2 separate regions of the Zea mays genome follow, and region 2 is linked to region 1. The links are chromatin contacts, called in public Hi-C maps. All regions are on one chromosome and are shown on one strand. The core of a region is the stretch at or near the end of the contact, and the rest is flanking DNA. Distances in the headings are between cores, read along the strand shown.

The links. Hi-C and Micro-C count contacts between places; a contact is called where the count stands out from the background.
Region 2: a Hi-C map of leaf shows a contact between it and region 1, with 8 times the contacts expected there. The contact joins the promoter of LOC103636668 here to the promoter of LOC103636665 in region 1. A contact is called at or near these places in 3 of 25 Hi-C or Micro-C datasets (ear, leaf and tassel).

Annotation. Positions count from the first base shown.
Region 1 is chr8:181,683,685-181,687,027 of Zm-B73-REFERENCE-NAM-5.0, reverse strand. LOC103636665 reads right to left here and starts at 1,710. Exons shown (of 3, transcript XM_008659019.4): 1 at 1,533-1,710; 2 at 766-817; 3 at 238-662. The coding sequence starts at 1,618. The coding sequence ends at 474.
Region 2 is chr8:181,879,633-181,882,975 of Zm-B73-REFERENCE-NAM-5.0, reverse strand. It overlaps LOC103636668 (proline-rich receptor-like protein kinase PERK9), which reads left to right and starts at 1,743. Exons shown (of 8, transcript XM_008659022.4): 1 at 1,743-3,343. The coding sequence starts at 2,527.

The DNA.
Region 1 (3,343 bases), core at 461-2,960:
CATGACTTCAATTTCCAATCTGGAACCTCTATGTGGTGAACTTTCTAATTTCGAACTTCAAATGCACGTTAGAACTCCCTAGGCCCTAAGGCCTAAGTCCATGTTCTGCATCTCAACTATTCTGTGTAGGTGATGGCAGCCGAACGTTTTTTTGAGTGATAAATAGATTCATGGAAAATATGTCTTGACAAATTCGCACTAGAAGGGAAAAAAAAAGAAAGCTAACACACACTGACATATGCTCCCCATAATGCAAAAACTTTTTCACTACTTAGATCTGCAACTGTGCAGGATAATCTTTACCTTTTGAGATCTTGCAAGTTAGGGGGCCTACGTACAACACCACACACAAAACTTGGTCTTCGTGTTATCTTCCGTTGATAGCTTAGTAATGCTGTATCAGGTCGCGCTCTTAAAGGAAATTGCAAAATTTAGTAGTCATTCTGTTCGTTACAAATAGCCATTCTTGTTCATCATTTGGTCCCGGCCTGATGAAAGAAATCGTTCGTTGGTATGACAGGAACAAGGTAATTCCCAAAGAGGGAATCGAAGCTTTTATAGCTTCCAAGGCATCCCTCATGCTGCGCTTCAAGGACGGCAAATCTCTTTGCCTCTCTAACTTTGTTGAGATCAACTCTCGCTGGCAGCGAACCCGGAGGAGTCTGCAAAAGTGTTGTTGTTCACATCAAGAAAGGATGTTTGCGAATATCAATCAAGGAACAGGAAATAAAGCGGCCGTTGCCAATATCAAGGAACAGGGAATACCGATGAGTTGGAAGACGACTTGTTATCGATGGTAACTTGAGAAAGCCTGGTCCTGTGTTCCAGAGGAGATAAATTATGGAACAGGCAACAACACAATAGTTCAGTACAGTTGCTGCTTGCTTGTGAATCGGTAACTGTTAAACAAAAGGAGTAGAAGATACAGTATATTTGGCTGGTACTTAATACATTAACAGAGAAAATGATTAAAAAAGCATTTGATGTGAAGTTCATAGCAGAATCACTTGTTTTTGTCTTGACTGAGCTGAGGAAGACACACAAGCCTATTTGGCTTGCATTGCGCTATTCTATCTGAGAAGGAACTACAGGGCATGAATTTAATTGCACTATGATTTCCTTTTGTTATTTTATGGTATATATAAGATATGCCCTCCGGATAACCTAATACTGATACTTAAATCTACACGCGCAGTGGAGTTAACTGACAGGATAGATGGTTCTGGTTTGATGGATTAGTGATGATAAAAATGAATAAAGAAGCAGAAACATATTTGACTTGCAACCCACAACTGGAGTTGAGTTAACAGAGGTGCCTAACAATGGACACAACAAAAGAAACCTACACTTATAGTCACCCCTGCCCTGCCCCCCACTCCACTAGCTAGGACGGAACCTCTCCAATCCACCCATCGAAACTAGAAGGGCAGCGCAGCTCGTTCGGACATGGGCGTTGGGAGCACGTAGCAGTCGCAACACATGTTGCTAGGAATCTCGCCACCAGAATTTGGGAGTGTGGTCGAAACCGGTACCTCCTGGGCGGCTCGATCTTTCGCCGCTTCGGTGGCGGCGGTGGCGCCGACGCCGGGGAGGCAGGGTCTGACCCTTTGGTCGCCATGGCACAGCCGCACAGACAGACACACGACTCCAGTCCTTCCTCCTTCGGTTCCCGGTTGCTAGCCCAATTCTTTACAATTGGGCTGAAAGTGGAGACCTTTCCGAGCCCAGGATTGTTGCGGAACATTTTGGCCCAGCAGATGCAACGGAAGTGTACACCTTTGTCGCTTCCTAGTGAGATGCACGGTGTTGGTTAACGTACGGTGTTATGTTAGATTCTAGATCTGGACTTCAAACCGTTTTGCTGGTAATATAGGCATAGGACTATCTTCAGTTACTCATTCTTATCTACTATTTCAAACTTTATTTTATAAACACAATGCAAATATCTTCAGCCATAACCTATCAGTCATTCAGGTTAAGATCCACCAAGCCAGTTATTTTGCCTTCAATCATAACCTATCACACAAAATTAACTTTAGATTAACTAGACGTGCTAATTATCCATACTAGTAATTTAAATAGACATATATGAAAACATTATTTTAAGCATACATTATTCTATTTCATATTTTGGCAGAGACAATATAGAATAAATAGTTATAGAAAGCATGCAAATACCTTAAATAAGCACTAAAAATATTAAATAAATTTAGTAAAGATTTATTTAATCGCAATAGTTATAACATAAAATATAGCAAAATTTGATTTTAAGTAAGAAAGCGAAAACACCCAAAAAGAGAGTGAATGTCACAACCCAAGAGCAACAAGCTTGAGGCATGGCTATGTTTGACGGCTTGGCGGGAGGGGGTGCATACTACACCAAAATAATAAACTTTCTAAAACCTAAACCCTAGAAAATTAGCCTTAAACTCTAAGAAGTTAGCTAAACCCTCGGAAGTAAAGCTATCCCGTCGGAAGTTTGGCTCTCAAAATTTTTTTGTCGAAAGTTAGCTAACTTCCTACAACCAAATTAACCTCTCGGAAGTTAGTAGGTTCTAGGAAGTTAGTAACTTCACGCCGTCAGCGCCGTCAGCTAACTAACTTCCTACGGCTGACTGTATCCCGTAGGGGCTGACTGTAGCCCCTAAGAATTTTGCTGACTAACTTCCTACGACCTAGTTGGCCTTTAGGAATTTAATTTGACCAGCATTACAAATGTTGTTTATTTTTATTTTACACCATATTCCACAACATAATAATATATCAACAGCTATATAGCATAACATATTTTCACATAAAACATCTCACACACAATCACATAACAATATTTAAATCCATAGTCTCATCAATTACATCACAAAAGTCTCATCCATGTCATAATAAGACACATCTCATCCAGTCATAATAAGAGACAATATCTCATACGTAGTCATAATAAAAGTCTCAAGTATCACAACACATAACATGGAAGCTCACGATCGCCGATCACCATCGGGGTACAGTGACGAGTGATGGTCGATACCTCCACTAGCAAAGAGGGTTTTGACAAAGTCTAACTCATCTTCCCGTTCATGCGTCGGCAATGTAGCTGGAGAGGTCTAATATACATGTACAAATGATATTTGCTGAGTTACATCATAATATAACTAACAGTAAGTAAATAATGATGAATTTGCATATCTGATGTTCGGTAGGTGGAGATGTAGGTGTAGGTGGAGGTGAAGACCAAGGATAATGTACGAGAGGTGGTGGGGGGGGGGCACCGGGACGTGTATCCCTTGGGTCTGTGCTAGTTGCTACAAAATTGTCGAACTCATTCACATAAGGGTTTTTAATCAATACA
Region 2 (3,343 bases), core at 494-2,993, 200 kb before region 1:
AAACAAACAGCTAGATTATGGGTTCAGATTATATAATCTAAAGCCCAGATTATGATAATCTCATAATCTCCTCAAGTGTAGCTTATTTGAGATTATTTTGGCAAAAGACTCACTACCCATGGTTATGTAAATAGAAATTACAATATATGCCATCCTTCTTTTCCCACCTCAAATAAACAAGCAAGGGTATTGTTGTCTTTGTGAATAATCTATATTTATATAATCTAAACTACCAAACAACTACATGTAGATTATAATATATCTAGATTATAATCTAAATTATATATAATTTAGATTATAATCCAGATTATATAATCTATAAGCTGAAACAAACATGCCCTTAGAGTAAGGCCCCGTTTCAATCTCACGGGATAAACTTTAGCTTCCTACTAAACTTTAGCTATATGAATTGAAGTGCTAAAGTTTAGCTTCAATCACCACCATTAGCTCTCCTGTTTAGATTACAAATAGCTAAAAGTAGCTTAAAAAAAGTTGCTAAAGTTTATCTCGCGAGATTGGAACAGGGCATAAGATTGGTGAGAACGGGGAGCGGGAAAAGAATCCCATGGAATGGAATGGACGGGCAGAGGCTATCTTGTCGTGTTTGCCTTGCCTCCAGCTCCAAGCCCGGCCATGCAGGCGGTGGTCAGCTCAGCTGGCGGAACCACAAATGGATCGGTCGACGAGCGGTCTTCTCGGCAGCTTGTGTTTTCTGGTGCGGTCGAGGCAAAACATTGCAGGAGTAGTAGGAGTAATTAAAGTCAAGCCAATAGCCTACAACATGGTCGGGGCTGATCCATTACGTCCATAAAATAAATAAATAAAAGGAATCTGAAGGTACCTTACGAAAAACAAAACACTGGTCCTTTTTTCTAAAAAACGTAGCCCACCATAATCCAGCCAGCTCTACCCCTCATTCCGCGATACTTTTTTTTACAAATAACCTCTAACAACTATTTCAAATTAACCTGTTGCACGCCTATAGATAACCAAACGGCGGTCTGGCACGGGCCAGACACCATGCCCTGTTAGAAAAAGTGCGGGAGACAATGAGTGAAGATATCTAACTAGTAGAACATCATGCTTAGATATTTTTAATTTGGATATAAATTGTATATATGCATATACGTTTTTTGTAAAATAAAAAATATAATCGTGTCGAGCCGAGTCACACTACAAACCGAGGCTACAGCCCAAGCACGACACACACGTTCTTGGTTCTTGCAAGCAATAGATCGTTTCTGAGATCACATTGGCGTAATTGACTCAATGATGTTTGGGGTTGCTGAATTGGGTGGAGCAACAATGATTTGTCACACTACAGTAAAATGAAAGGTTATTTGTAGGTTTTAAACATTAGTAATTACTACGAAGTAGCATAATTTATATGGAGCACATACAATTTTTATTGATGTCTGACTTTAGTAACCACTCCATATTTTGATCTATCTTTTTATAAGTTTGAGTTTATGTGACTTATTATGTCATTCTATATCTCTGTTCGTTTAGTTAGTCATTGTGAACTTTCTTCTAATCGCTCACTTCATTGGTCGTGTTTTACCAAGACATATTAGATAGAGTAAATAATAACATCAGTTAGCCAAATAAAAAAATATTATATGAAGAGTAGAGACAATCAATAAAAAGTATTGAATTTTTTTTTAAATAGTCTATATAGGTATTGTTGTAAGCGATCGCAACGCACGAGTAACCGACTAATTTTATTTAACTTTTCTGTCTAGCCAAAGTCCGCGCGCCGCCGTCAACTCAACACGGCGGGTTCGTTCGTGCGGCGCCCCCAGAGTCTCCCATGGTTCCACCACCCCGCACCGCGGGGCGGGACGCCGAGTCGCGAGACCAGCTGTGGCCTGTGGGTGCGGTGCGGACCGCCGAGACAGACACTAGCGACAGCTCCCGATGCCCCTCCACCCTCCTCTTCGTAACAATGAGTAAAAAGTAAACTTGTTTTTCCTTCGAAAAAAAGGAGATATAGATAGAGAGAGAGAGAGAGAGAGAGAGAGAAAATTATACCACTCCTCTCTGCTGTCCAAGGCAGGGGCCAGGGGCGGGCGGACAGCGGAGGCAAGAGGCGCGAGCTCGGCCCAAGGCGCTGAGGGAGACAGCCAGCCGCTGCATTGCGCTACTACATTGGCCAGGAGGGCTCGCCGCCGGGGGGAGGCTCGGATCTCGCCGTCTCTGGCCACCCGTACCTGCTGCCGCGTGCTTCACTTGGTGCCGCTTTCCGCGCCTACTGGCGGGCGGCCTCGACTCCAGCGCGGCGTGATCTGGCGCGCGCCACCGACGCCGCTCGCGTGGGGAGGCCTGGATCTTGGCGCGCCGCGAGACCCCGGGGAGGACGGCGACGGCGCGCTCATCAGTCGCCCGCAGTCCGCTGAGCTGCTGCCGACTGCGCCCGGCGGCCGGGAGATCTGGCCGACGGCGCGGCGCTGCAGATCCCGTCCTGCCTGCGCGCGTGGGCACGGCTCACTGCTGCTGTGGAGGCTGTTACGCGCGGTGGTGGTACCGATGGGCTACGGGTACGTGGAACCCTTCCTGCCCCCACAGCAGCAGCAGCAGCAGGGGGGCTACGGGCAACTGCAGGCGCAGCTGGCTCCGCGGCCGCCGGCTTGCCCGTACTCGTCGTCCGCCTCCGCTCCGCCGGTCTCCGCGTCCTACCATTCTTCGCCCCCGCCAACGTCGCCTCCGCCGCTAAGCAGCCCACCTCCGGCGTCCCCTTTACCGGAGCCATCGCCGCCGTCGTCTCCGCCGCCGGCATTGTTGCCTCCTCCGCCGGACGCTCCCCCTCCGTCGCTTCCCCCGTCACCGCTGCCACATCCAACCCCGTCACCGCCTCAAGCCCCGCCGCCCCCGCTGCCGACGGACCAGCCGCGCGTTCAGCCCCGCGTATACCCATCACCGCCACCGCCGTCGCTTCCTCCTCCTCCTCCGCCGCCTCCCACCGTCTCGCCGCCATCGCCGGGTCCATCCAACTCTCCATCGCCGTCGCCGTCGCCTGCTCCAGCTACACAAGCTCCAGCTCCGGCTCCTGCGCGTGTTGCTGCCTATTCGCCTCCCCCGCCAAAAATCGCCCCTCCCCCGCCACCGCACTATCGCGGCAAGTCGCATTACACGCCGCACTCGCCCGTGAAGTCGCATTCGAACTCGACCCATGCAGCTAGCGGCAGCGGCAACAACATCGAGATATCGAGGGAAGCGGCCACCACCATCGTAGCACTGGCCGGTCTCGCTATGCTCAGCTTTATTGGCGCCACCATTTGGTTCGTCAAGAAAAAGCGCCGGCGCATTGAGCCCCCGGCGACACTGCCTACACAGCAACCAGCTC